4 separate regions of the Mus musculus genome follow, and regions 1, 3 and 4 are each linked to region 2. The links are chromatin contacts, called in public Hi-C and HiChIP or PLAC-seq maps. All regions are on one chromosome and are shown on one strand. The core of a region is the stretch at or near the end of the contact, and the rest is flanking DNA. Distances in the headings are between cores, read along the strand shown. Region 1 overlaps Gm30912 (a long non-coding RNA gene). Region 2 holds the start of Zfp536 (zinc finger protein 536). Region 3 has its middle 36 kb from the start of Gm51477. Region 4 has its middle 6.1 kb from the start of Gm51477.

Region 1 (3,030 bases), core at 453-2,952, 370 kb before region 2:
ATATTCTGTGATGTCTGTCACAAGTCTCTCCCTGGTTCTATTTCCCCTGAGTGGAAGACCACCTCTCAGAGAACCTTTCCGTGGCCTCGCTTGAGGTGTGAGACACGGTACCTTACTCTCATAGGGAATGTGGGAGTCGTCAGGGGCTTTACTCCCAACAAGGAGAGGAGGTGTCCTCCCCTAGCCTTTCTCAGTCCCATTTCCTCTCATAGGCTCTTGCTTACTACTGACCACTGAGTTCCTCTACATGCATTGCCAGAAATGTCCAGCAGAGGGCGCCCAGCCCTGTGGATCTTTTTAGAAGACAGCCACCCTGGTGCCAGCCTGAGAGAGTCCTCATTCCAGGTAGCCTATTCTAAGCATCAGAAGAAACAAACACCTCTTCCTGGTCCTCAGGCCTGTGGACAGTCTTCTCGCAGACCAAGCACTGGTAGATATGAGCTGTGTCCTGTTTGTTACTCTTTCCTATTACTTTGGGTACAACTTAAACCTTCCTATCCAGGTTCCCAACAGGACCCTCATTTTGTAAAAATTAAAATTAGGTAATGAACTGAACATGACAGCATACACTCATAATCCTAGGATTTAGGAGGCTGAGGCAGATAAAGTATGAGTTTGAGGTCACCGTGGGCTACATAGTGAGGACCCCCCAACACACACACACACTTCTCTGTTTTTTGAAAGAATCTCTGCCCCACTCCTTATTTTAGACCCAAAGAGCCCTTGCTATTTCCCTAGGCCCGGGCTGAGATTCAAGAAAGACAAAGAAACATAAGCTGAGTTTGAAAACACAGAGCCCGTGGGAGCCAAGGTGTTTGGTGGTGGTGGTGGGGGAGGGGGGATCTTGTGCTCTGAGAATAAGTGCCAGGGCAGACCAGAGCAGGCTCAGTTCTTGAATACTACCGCATTTCTTGCTGTGCGGCCCCGAGCAGGTTATTTTACCACTTGCTACCTCAGTCTCCTTTTCTGCACAATGGACCTGGAGTCCCTCTCTGGGACAAGACAGCATGTGAAGAGTTAGGCTTAGAAACTACACAGTGGTTCTCAACGTCGGGGTTGCAACCCTTTGGGGGCAGGGGGGTCAAACAACCTTTTCCCAGGGGTCACATATCAGATATCTTACATATCAGATATTTACATTACGAGTCATAACAATAGCAAAATTACAGTTATGAAGTAACAATGAATATAATTTTACAGTTGGCACTGGGGGCCACTACACGAGGAGCTGTATTAAAGGGTCGCAGCATTGGGAAGGCTGAGAATCCCCGAGTGAGCTAGAATGTCAAATCTTTTTACTTCTCAGCCCTGGCATCATTACTGGGCTGAGTCTTAACAACAGGGACCAGAACTTGCCTGGTAGCAAGAAGGGGACACGGGTTAAAGAAGGTCTGAGTGGGCAGAGTTCCGGGAGCAGGAGCGGGGCTGCGTTTCCAACCTGGGCTGTATCAGACACGGGGAGAAGGGTACACCGCCCCACACTGGCAATGTTGCTTAGAGGGAGGAATCTGCTGCCTGCTAAGTCTTTACAACAAGAAAACTCATCTTGCTTCCGTGCTCAGCAGTGAGTAAAAACACAAATCTTTAACGTGTTAGAAAACAGCCTGCAATTTGAATCTCAGCTCTTCCTCCATCTGTGGCAGTTTGCACTGGTTTTTTTAGAGTGTCAGAATGCCTCGCCTCGGCACCAGCCTGCTGCAGACACCATCCACTGGGGAGACGCCTCCCCCAGGGCTCTGAGGAATCCTATTTCAGACACCGTAACACAGCCCCAGCCCCAGCCCCACACTGCAGAATGCCAGGATGTTCCCCCTAAGCTCTGTATGAGGGAGCCCCGGATTTGTGGTGCCTGGAGATGAGAGCGCTACCCTCATACCAAGCCATCTTAGGGAGATGAGCTGATGAGTTTGTTAAAGAGAACTATTTCAGAAGTAGGGTAGGACTACTCTGGGGCACAGTGGTACAGACCTATAATCTCCACTCCTGGGAGGCTGAAGCAGGAGGGTCATAGATCCAAGGTCATTCTGGGCTACAATGTAAGTTCAAGGCCAACCAGGGCAACTTGATGAGAGCCTGTCAAAAAAAATAAAATGTTTTTAAAAGGGACCTAGAGCTCAGCAGAAGAACACTTGCCTAGTGAAAAAGGCTTTATTAAGACACACTATCTTCTAATTTTTCTTTTTAAATTGTGTATATGTGATGGGTCTCTGTGTGTGTGTGTGAGGAGCCAGAGGTACAGGATCCCTTTGGAGCTAGAGTTACAGGAGGTCACAAGCTGCCAGACATGAGTGCTGAGATCCGAACTCAGGCCCCCGGGAGAGCAGTGCGCTCTCCTAACCTCTCGGCCATCTCTATGACCCTACAGCATCTCATCTTTATTGCTAACATTTGGAGGATTAAACATAACCCTCGTGAGCCTGCAGTGTGCCCCAAGGGGACCTCAGTTCAGCACCCTGGAGATGCATGGCTGGGCCTTCTAGAACATTCTGGGTCAGCCCATCCCAGTCTTCTACCCCCTCAAGAGCACCAGAACTGACAACTGCATCCTTGGGAAATTTGTGCCACTCCAGAGCTTTTTCAAATGACAACGAATCAAACAGGGGGAAAAAATAGCAATATTTTATAAGTTTTAAAATGCTATTTTAACACAAATCCCAGAGCAACTATAGCATAAATCAACAGACACCCAAAAGTATGTTTGTACAAGAAATGTAATAAGCTGGTATGAAAAACAGTGTCAACTGGTACAGATGGCAGAAAAAGCCAATATTCAAATGTATGCTGTTTTACTAACACATTAAAGATCAACATTTTGCTACCTGCTGCTCATGATAGCAAGATTAAAAAAACACACAACACACACATACACTCCCGAGTAATGTTATAACCCAGAGAATGAAGATTCTTAAAGAAATTGTCACATTCTTTCTATACTTCATCTGTTGGCTTTAAGGCTTTCTCCATTGAGAGAGACATTTGCATCTGAAAATGCCGCCCCTCTCCTATCTGCCTGGTGTTTGAGAACACTAA
Region 2 (2,930 bases), core at 406-2,905:
TGAACGTCGCTAATAAGCCTTTCTGTTTGCTTCAAGGCATTTTTATTTTAAATTTGAAGATGAATTAAGGAAAACAGTCGTAGGCGGGACTTGAGATGTATTTTAGGCAAAAATATAATAATATAAAAATAAAAATAAAAAGAGGGTTTTCTTTGAGAAGTAGAAGTGTCCAGATCTCGATGCTCCCATCTGTTGCAATTTTGCAAACAATTACAATATAGATTATCTCCACATACATGAAGGTATGAGAAGTGAGGGAAGGTGGAAATTAGCGCTGTGGAAGTTAGAGAGAGAAAAGGAGAGAGAGAGAGAGAGAGAGAGAGAGAGAGAGAGAGAGAGAGAGAGAGAGAGACCAACTCTTCGGAGAAAATTCCCCGCAAGGTTTCTCTAGGGACAGGTGGAAAGTTAAGTGGCCCCCATTTTTCACTCCCGGTTTGTGAGTCCTTCCTGTTTGTCCGCCTCTTGGTGAGCGCACACTCAAGTCCCCGAGTTCTTTCCTGGAAGGATGCAAGCCTGGAAGGCTGGGGTCGGTGCGGGCAGAAGCCAGGGGCTGGGGCCTGGGAGGAGCAGGGCGGGGTCCCGGCCTGGCGCGCGGGTGGCAGCGGTGGCCGGGTTTTGTTTGCAGGATATTGTTTTGTCTAACGGGTGCCTCGCAGGAGACGTGATTCGTCAGCCGCCTTAGTTTTCACTTGAGCGGAAAATAACGGCGGCTACGTGCGGTCCCTGCCTGCGGGGCTCGAGCGCGCTGTGCGTGTGCATCCTCTGAGGTGCGCGCGGGTGGGCGGCCCGGGGCACCGGCTTTAGGACTAGCGGGCTAGCAGGGTGAGTGCGCGCCGAGCTGGCCTTGGGTTCCTCCTGCGCTTCTCTGGGCAGTCGCCGCCGCCGCTCTGCAGTTTAGCAGAAATCCGACAGGGGCCGCGTTTGCTGAGCGCATCCGGCCGGCTGCAGCCGGAGCGGGGCCGTGGGGCCAGGCCTCTCGGTGTAGACGTTGGGAGGGGGCCGGTGGGTAGTGGTGGGGGCAGTAGACTGGGAGGGGCGCGGGAAATGATCTTGGCCGGAGCGAGCACAGCTCCCCTGTCCCTGCTGTCCCCTCGTGTCCACCGCGAGTTGGGCATCCCCGCGCGCCGGGGCCTTGGCTTTTCCCCCACGGTCCCTAGGTCTCCAGGCAGGGCTTAGGTGAACTTGGGGTGGGGTGTGCTTGCTCATATGTGTGCGTGCGTGTGTACGTGTGTGTAGAAAGGGAGCTTAGCGTGGAGACCCTGGTTTTCTTTCTCAGTTTTTAACAACTGGATTTTGACTTTGAGACCAGCTTCGCTCACTGCTTGGGCTGGGAGGGGGGCGATCTTTCCCCATCACTCACATCTTTGTTCATTGTTCACTGAGTGCAAAGCAGGCGACTTAAAGAGAGGAAAAAGGAGGGAGAGAAAGAGAGAGGCAGAAGAGGGGGAAGAAGAGAGAAAGAAGAGGGGCGTGGGGGGCACATCAGTGTCCCCTCCTGGGTCGTGTTGGAGGGTGAAATAGTAAACCCACGCACGGAGGGTCGCCAGGAAAGTGGACATTACCGCTTTAATTAACTTCGAGATGCTCCGGCGGCGGGACCTGGCGTAGCCGTGACGCGCCCCCATAAATCTGCCGGGCCGGGGCTGCTCCAAGAACTCATACAGTAGCAGCGTCAGATTCAACGCGCGCCTCCCCCGGCCGGAGTCCATTTGCATAATTGGATTTTTTTTTTTGCCTCCTTCCTCCCTGAAACTTATTTGAAAACCCAAGTGAAAACCGCGACGACCTGCACACTCAAAAGCAAGTGCCAAGTAAGTGCCCTGCGGTGCCCTCCGCGCGCCCCGAGGTGAGGGCGCAGTGCTGGGGGCGAGTGCCCGGCCGGCTCGGGGAGAGTGTGCAGCGGGCGGGAGAATTGCATCTGCTGGGCTGGATGTTCGAGGAACTTTTTGTTTTGTTTTGTTTTTTTGCTGTTTTTTTTTTTTTTTTTAAACACAACTCCCAACCCTGTCTCTCCACTTTTCCGGCGAGGTGAGGTGACTGGGCCACGCGCATAGTTGAGGCGAGCCTGAAGAGGAGATCTTGGGGACACAGTTGAGAGTTGAGCATAGGGGTTCTTTGGGAGGGTGACGGGTCTCTGTCGCCGCCGCCACCGCCACCGTCGCTGCCGCGGCTTGGAGAGCTGAGCTGCGAGTGAGCGGGGTTGGTTGCCTGTCGCGCCGCGCCGCTGATGCAGTTTGTCGCCAAATGCCTCCCCCATTATTCTAAGGTTTGTGTCTCAGGGTGTGCGTGCGCTCGCGTGTGCGCCCCTGTGTTTTGCTGGGCTTTAAAAGGAAGAAAAGCAACCAAAACAAGAGTAGGAAGGCTTCCTTTCCAGTCTGCCTTCCCCTTCAGCGTCCTCTGTTTCTATTGCTTGAAAAAAATGGAGTGAGAGCTGTTTTGCCTAAGAGAGGGTCACCACCAACAGATTGACAATTCGGTTGGAAATGCTATCAATTCTACAGCAGAGATGTAGCTGCGGGCATGGCATGCCGGCTCCACCCTGGTCAGGGAAATGGCTTCACAATTTCAAATTGTTGAAAAAAATGCATACTATGTTATTATTAGTAGTATTATTTGCAGTGAGCAGGATGGAGGGGGAAAGTAGATTGCGTTGGAGAAGACTCCAGCTGTCTTTCCCATTTCTGGGCCTGCCTGGGAACTTGGCTGTGGGCAAGGCCCACCACCCTGCATGGCAGGGGCCTGAGACTCAGCTTCCAGCTCTGGGAGTTGCGGGGGGGGGGCACCTCCCCCCATAGCCCTTTGGCCTCTACTCTAAGAGAGCCTAGGGCTTTGGCTGAAGGCTGCTTTAGCTATGATGTCATCCTGATAGCGGTGCAAATGTCTCTTGATCTCACCATTACCCGCCTGGCTGAGTTGTTGGTAATGATAGC
Region 3 (2,944 bases), core at 370-2,869, 290 kb after region 2:
CCTAGGCAAACCGCGTTTGGCTAGAAGGACAAACCACATGGTTTGGAAGGCAAACCACGGCCCCTCTCTTTTTAAGTACATGAAGACCCTCGGACCAGCAAGAGAGGAAGGCTTCCTGATAGCTTCCCCCAGCCAAGGATCCAGCTCTAAAATACCAAACCTCAGTCCGGCCACTGGCCGTCTATTTTCAGAGCATATCGCTTCTGTATTTCATTTGGCTCCATTTCTTCTAGAAGCTTCTGCAGTGGTTTGGTAGCAGGTGGGATGGCTCTTCTTGTCTTGTGGTTCCCAGGCATCAGGCCCAGCATAATTAATTATAATCTCCTGTTCTTGATGGGTGTGGTAGGGTGTAGGACCCAGAAAAGCAGTTGTCATTTTGGCTAAGAACTGATATTTCAGAAAGAAACAAACATTATTTTTCCCTCCTCAGTCTAGTTTTTTTCTCTCTTGCACGGAACAGTTTGCATATTGTAAGCTACAGATGACCACCAGCTTCAAGGCACATGGCCTAAAACACCCCCACCCTTTACCTCTTCTCTGCCCCACTTAAAGTAGATGTGACTCGGCAAACAGGTCCATCCAATCAACAGATAGTCTTCCTCACAGAGCCGGGCTTTGCCAAACCAATGCCTTATTCCAAGATTGCTTATCTCAGAGTTTAGGGCCTCATTTCATCTGTTAAGTAGGCCTAGAATCCTGCCCGATGCCCCTAGAAACTCTAGTGGCTGTAACTGAAGTTCTTCTGTATAAGGAAGAACTCTCTTCTCTTAAAAGTACTTGGAAAGCAATCTGTAAAAATTTGCCTGCATCATATAGACCCATACAGAACTCAGGAACCCCTCCCTCTCTTACCCACCAGCAGTCTTCTCTCCTGTTATATGTAGGACTGTGTGTTGAAAGTTGTACACCCAGGTTGATATGTTAGTTGCCGCACTGCTGCCTCCTAACTCTTAGAATGTTAGTCCTATACCCCGGGTGTTAGGTCCTGGCCTGTGTGCACTAGCCATTTATAGCTAATACATTCTGACCTGGATGCAGGAGAGCAAGCTGATGGAGAGGTTACTCCATCCATCCTCTTGGGTGATGAGTCCCATAGCACAGCCCATGTAGAAGACAAGATGATAACTTTTCAAAAGAACCTTGCTTAAAGGCTGGTATATCAGCGTGTCAGGGACTTGTTACAGATGATCCTGTGGGAGATCCTGAGTCATCTCAGAGTCAGTTGGAAGATGATTTATTAAGTTGCTATTAGAGAGGGTCAGGTCCCACTGGTCTGGTCTTGTTAAAGGACATCTTAGTCTAGCCAAAACTTTTGCTTCTGGAGGTGAGTGTCAGGATCCAGGCACGTCCCATACTCTCTTATTCTGCTGTACAGTGTAAAAAGGGCAAAGGAGTGCCACCGGAGAGCCTTGATATGTCCTTTGTATTGTTAGAGTGGATTTGACCTTGCTTTGCAATGGAATGAGCTTCTCACATCAGTATTTAAATGTGTGTGTGTGGGGGTGGGGGGTACAGAGGACTAGAGCCATGTCCATCCACTGGCAGGCAGGGGAGGCAGGCTCCTGGTACAGCTTGAGGAGCTGATGCAGGAGAGTGTGAGAGGCACAGCCGAGCTGTGTTGAGTCTGCACCTGGACATTGCTGCATAGAAATGCTAAAGACCTGGTTGCATCCCAGGAATGTGGGCACACCCCTGCCCTTCACTTTTTGAAGCTGAAGCCTCCAGCCAGAGCTGTCTGGAATTGCTGTGTTAGCTTTCTCAAATGTAGCTTTCCATGTCCTTTTCTGAATCCTCAGGGCAGGACACAGAACTCTTGTCAGGTTAAGAGGCAGGTGGGGGTTCGGGTGGGGGGATCATAACTCCTTTACCCTTAGCTCTGCCCTGGAATTGCTACCACTCAAGGAAGCCCAGTTTGGAGGCTCCATCAGCAAGCCACTGTGGTGATGAGGCCCCGTGTGCAGCAGCTCCCAGGCCAGGTGATGATCCCCTCACGGGTGGGAGGAAGCCTGAGGGAAGGCATAGATAGCTCCAATGTTCCCAATGCTTTATCCTCAGTGAACTGTGGAATGAAGGCCCACTACATTTTGCCAGGATGAGAGAGCAGAAACCTATGTCCCAACACCATGGTGGTGGCATCACAACTTTCTTACATCATGTGTCCTAAACTGTATGATGTGATGAAATACAGTGACCAAACTAAACTATCTTAAAAGGCGACTTCTGCCCCACCGTGATTTCCTTGCATGGACACTCTGAAGATACCGCTTTTTTTTTTTCCAGCTACAAAGCCTAGAATGGAAAGGTCAACAGACATCTTCTGAAGGGTCAGAGGGCAACTGTTTTCAGCTTACAAACCATGAGCACCCTCATGACTCCTCACTGCTGGGTGGCACTAAAGCTATAGACAGTGTGAGTGTGTGCCAATAAAACTTTATTAATTAAAGCAAGGGAATGACTAGAACTGGCCCACAGGCTAGAATTTCTGGCCCCTGCTTTAGTGTAAAGAGGTATGTGCTCCTGGGTTATTTCCAGAGCAGAGAGAGAGAGAGAGAGAGAGAGAGAGAGAGAGAGAGAGAGAGAGAGAGAGAGAGAGAGCACAGGGAGGTACCCCTTCCCATCTCCTCACAACACCACAGGCAAAAGAGATGGAACAGCTGTGGCTTATCTTTTACAACAGATGTTTCTCCTCCACCGACAGAAGTGCAGGGAGGAATTAAGATGGCAGACACCTAAGCGCCTGGGGCAGACGCCCCCAGATCAGATGAGTATCCAGTGGAAGGTATTACGAAGAAGCACGGGCACGGCCCAAGGCCTTTAAGTTGCCCTTGTCCCTTTAGCACTAAGGTGGTTCCAGTCTTACTTTCCAGCAGTGTGATGGAAAGTTGTGTTTCCTCATGTCACCATGCCACAGTCAGTGCACAGGAAAGTCGTCTGGAAAGACGAC
Region 4 (3,343 bases), core at 418-2,917, 340 kb after region 2:
TGCAAATACTCGGGGTCTTTGTAACAGCAGCCACTTGCTCAGGGAGGGGATGCTGCTTCAGAACCACGAGGCCTCAAGTTGGCAGGAGGTACTGCCTCTCTAGTGGGAGGCCGTGGTACCCACAGCTCTGATGGGAAGCAGGAGCCGACTAGAGTCTCCTTCCATTCCTTCAGCCTGCTGCTCTCCTGTTCTGCCATGCTGCGTCCTCCTGCTTGGTATCAGATCTTATCCCTGCTTCAAGGGGGCTCTAGGCTTAGGGTGAGCACCACCCCGTGTCCCTTAGATCCCAGGGAGGCCTTCTTGTCATCCTTAGGTGACAAGGAAGGGCCCTCAGGATGCTGATGGTAGGATAATCACTGTGCTGACATCACCCAGTATTTCCTCATTAGGTGTTCATCAGATCAAAGCACCCGATACAAACAGCCTCGAGGAGGAAGAGGAGGGGTTTGGGCTCCTGAGTTCAGAGGGTTCATTATACAGCCCTATGCTGGGACAGAACATCATGGCTGGAGGTTCTTCATCATGGACTAGGCTCAGAGAAAAGGAACACTGAAACCCAGCTGCTTCTTCCCTTCCACCCTTTTATTCCAGCAGGGATGCCAACCCATGGGCTATACTGTCTCAGTTCAGGGTAGGTTCTTTCCAATCAGTTACCCTCCTCAGAACTCTGTAGTGCTCTGAACAGTCAAATTGACCGTGAAGCTGAACTACAAGCTCAGATGGCGTCCCGTGTGTCCTGCCCCAGGAGCACTCGGATGCTTCTGTAGAGTTACCAGCTGGCCAGTGACCCCCAGCCCACTCCTCCCTCGTGAAATGGAGACTTTCCTAAACAGTAGACAAACAAAGTGAACCCAGAGGTGGTAGCAAGGCCTGGCAGAGTAAAACCCACTAGTCTAGTCTTCAGTGAGGCCAGTCTTGGCTCTGACCCTACAGTCTTTATCTCCCCCGTTCCCCTTGCACCCACCTCACTTCTTGGCGGCCAAGAACTAAAAAAATAAAAAATAAAATAAAATAATAATAAAGGATGTTGGAAACAAGGTGGGTCCCAACTTTCAATGACCCCTTGGGATGTCAAAGCCCATATCTTTGGTCTTGAGAGCTGATGTGTTCCTATGCTGTTGGCCCTCTGATAACTCGGAAGGAATGCCAAAGTTAGATAGGTTGAAGCTTTCAAAGCCGAATTGCCCAGGCTCTGGGAAGGAAGAAGAAGGCAGGGTATTTAGAAAGAGGTGGTGAAGGAGGGTAAGGATGGGGGGGGGGAGCAGAAAGAAGAGACAGAGGAAGTGGCTAGATTTAATGGGATCATCAAGTGTCTTTGAAGAAGAGCCAGCCCAGTTTGACCCTGCCATTTACTAAAACAAATAGGTGGTCAGGGTGAAGCCACGGTGAGAAGGTGAGCTGCATTTTGTAGAACGCATCAAATAACAGCCTGGACTGTTCTGTTTCCTGGGAAGGTCTATCTCTTAAACGTCCATCCCACGATGCCCAATGGCTGCCCTACCCACACCTCATCATCCCCACTGTTATCCCTTGACCCAGCTGCCAGCATCTGTGACAGACACCTGACAGGAAGCCAGGTGCTCTGCACACTCCCTCTTGTGTACCTTCTGGGGACAGCTGCAAAAAGTGGGTCTTTTATCTAGTGTCTCAGCGGCTGCCTTCAGTATGATGGCTGGTGAGATGCAAGATCAGGCTGCAGGGTCCCCCACCCCCCACTCTCAGCCTCCTCAGGCTTACCCTGCCCGCTTCCTTCCTCGTTCCTTTCCTCCCTCACTGGCTGCCGGCTTCCTTGTATAACCAGTAACAAATTGCTGGACTCTCCACATGGCATTGACTATGACGGATTAAATGGCTGATTTGACCAGATCATTAGGCCTCTGTCCCCAGGACGCCAGTGGAGCCTGCTGAAAAGAAGCAGGGGTACACTCAGGGCTTTCAAGCTTCGTGATCCTGCGTCCCTTGAAGGGGGCATTAAGCTGATCTGTCCTTCATTCTTTTTTTCCCCTGACTCTTCCGAAAAGAGACACCATGCCTCGGAATTTATATCTATCTAGTGAAACCAAAGTGGAGCTGGCCTGGCTCATAGAAGCAGAGAGGAGGGCCTGGTGTAGGAATGAGAGATGGGACCACAGGCATGCCCTAACTGCTTCCAGAAATCCTCTTCGGCTGACATTCCATGCTGTACCCCAGAAGCAGCTTACAGAATGCCCAGCATTTCTGGTGGCCTGCTGGTCCTCCAAGAGGAGGCTGTGCCTTACAAGATGCTATCTGCTTGGGCTGGAACATCCCAGGGCACAGCCTATATGCAGGTCTCAGAGAGGGTGGCCAAGAAGCCAGAGCCCTGAGTCTCCATGGAAAAGGACAAGGCCATCAGGAGACTTTGGTCTATCTGGCTTCTGTGTTTGAGCCTCTGTGGTTTGATCTCTGATCTTAGTTTCTTCATGGGTAAAGGAGACACTGGGTTCTGCCCCATTACCTTGAATTCCTGGGGATTTGGGGGTAGTGATAGCATTCTGCATTCTAAGACCAACTGTGGTTAGTTGTCCCTCCTACGTCAGCCTACCATCTGCCCTTCCTAAGTGGTTTTCCTAGATGGTTCTTGGAGGATTCTCAGTATGCAGGGCATCATCGACTTACCTATTGCTGGTGGGGCATGTCTTCCCTACATAGCCCCTGTATCCAAACTCCTTGAGGAGTCCAGCTATGTCTTCACAATTGACATGATTCTTTGTAAAAGGTATTGCCCAGAAAGAATAGTCGCCCAAGGCTCAGGAGATGGAGAAAGACAGAATGAGATTTTATGTAAAGGAAAGATGGGATGAAGAGAGGGAGGGGCCATCTCCACAGGCCACCCCATCCCAGTCCCTGCTTCAGGGCTTAGAGCATCCCAGAGAGATTTGTGCCCTTCTGTGACCATGAGCTCTTGCCTCCCAGGACCAAAGCAAAGATCATCTGTGGAACATACTGCTCTTCCTTCGTACAGACCTAATGCTGCCGAGCTATTTTAGGCAACCATTTAAATAAAAGCCCGTTTGACTGAAAAGCACAATATATTACAAAGAATGAAGGGAAAATAGGAAAGCCTGGAAAGGAATAGGAGAAAAGAGAGGCAGACAGACAAACAGACAGAGGGGGGAGGGGGAGAGAGAGAGAGAGGGAGAGAGGAAAATGCAAGCCATTCATTTTTCCTTTGTACTTCGTAATAAAAGAAACTCTCTGGCTGCTTCAAGTGACACATTAAAGGATGTATGTATCGTGGCTTTTAAAAACACAATTAGATAACACCTTGTCAAATACTTATATTCTTTGTTGACAGCCCGGAGCGCAGTCACAATCGCGGCAC

The links. Hi-C and Micro-C count contacts between places; a contact is called where the count stands out from the background. HiChIP or PLAC-seq counts read pairs in DNA pulled down with a chosen protein or histone mark.
Region 1: a contact with region 2 is called in a Hi-C map of cortical neurons, with 2.3 times the contacts expected there. The contact joins the enhancer-like site here to the promoter of Zfp536 in region 2. A contact is called at or near these places in 2 of 39 promoter capture datasets (embryonic stem cells and hippocampal neurons), 11 of 484 Hi-C or Micro-C datasets (the C2C12 cell line, cerebellum, cerebral cortex and 5 more), 6 of 115 datasets of contacts at active chromatin or transcription factors (embryonic basal ganglia, embryonic forebrain, embryonic limb bud and 3 more) and 1 of 9 other capture datasets (embryonic stem cells).
Region 3: a contact with region 2 is called in an H3K27ac HiChIP or PLAC-seq map of embryonic stem cells, with 4 times the contacts expected there. The contact joins the enhancer-like site here to the promoter of Zfp536 in region 2. A contact is called at or near these places in 9 of 39 promoter capture datasets (the C10 cell line, the HPC-7 cell line, HPC-7-derived erythroid cells and 6 more), 17 of 484 Hi-C or Micro-C datasets (cardiomyocytes, cerebellum, cerebral cortex and 6 more), 25 of 115 datasets of contacts at active chromatin or transcription factors (astrocytes, cardiomyocytes, craniofacial prominence and 11 more) and 3 of 9 other capture datasets (adipose tissue, embryonic stem cells and liver).
Region 4: a contact with region 2 is called in an H3K4me3 HiChIP or PLAC-seq map of neural tube, with 6 times the contacts expected there. The contact joins the enhancer-like site here to the promoter of Zfp536 in region 2. A contact is called at or near these places in 13 of 39 promoter capture datasets (the 3T3-L1 cell line, 3T3-L1-derived adipocytes, the C10 cell line and 8 more), 3 of 484 Hi-C or Micro-C datasets (the HPC-7 cell line, cerebellar granule neurons and embryonic stem cells), 11 of 115 datasets of contacts at active chromatin or transcription factors (craniofacial prominence, embryonic basal ganglia, embryonic forebrain and 7 more) and 4 of 9 other capture datasets (adipose tissue, embryonic stem cells, liver and 1 more).

What each region holds. Positions count from the first base shown.
Region 1 is chr7:38,139,158-38,142,187 of GRCm38.p6, reverse strand. It overlaps Gm30912 (a long non-coding RNA gene), which reads left to right. Exons shown (of 3, transcript XR_391294.2): 3 at 213-318. Among named protein-coding and RNA genes, the nearest start is that of Gm30912, 3.6 kb to the left of the region's middle. Within about 2 kb of position 1,702, at least 11 of the 459 cell types and tissues checked have an H3K27ac peak or open chromatin away from gene starts, as enhancers often do. A contact at or near this core is called in cerebral cortex, cortical neurons and hippocampal neurons, where this site is marked.
Region 2 is chr7:37,768,477-37,771,406 of GRCm38.p6, reverse strand. Zfp536 (zinc finger protein 536) reads left to right here and starts at 1,655. Exons shown (of 6, transcript NM_172385.2): 1 at 1,655-1,811.
Region 3 is chr7:37,474,311-37,477,254 of GRCm38.p6, reverse strand. It overlaps a transcript of Zfp536 not described here. Among named protein-coding and RNA genes, the nearest start is that of Gm51477, 36 kb to the right of the region's middle. Within about 2 kb of position 1,619, at least 10 of the 459 cell types and tissues checked have an H3K27ac peak or open chromatin away from gene starts, as enhancers often do. A contact at or near this core is called in differentiating embryonic stem cells, embryonic stem cells and rod photoreceptor, where this site is marked.
Region 4 is chr7:37,431,670-37,435,012 of GRCm38.p6, reverse strand. It overlaps a transcript of Zfp536 not described here. Among named protein-coding and RNA genes, the nearest start is that of Gm51477, 6.1 kb to the left of the region's middle. Within about 2 kb of position 1,667, at least 6 of the 459 cell types and tissues checked have an H3K27ac peak or open chromatin away from gene starts, as enhancers often do.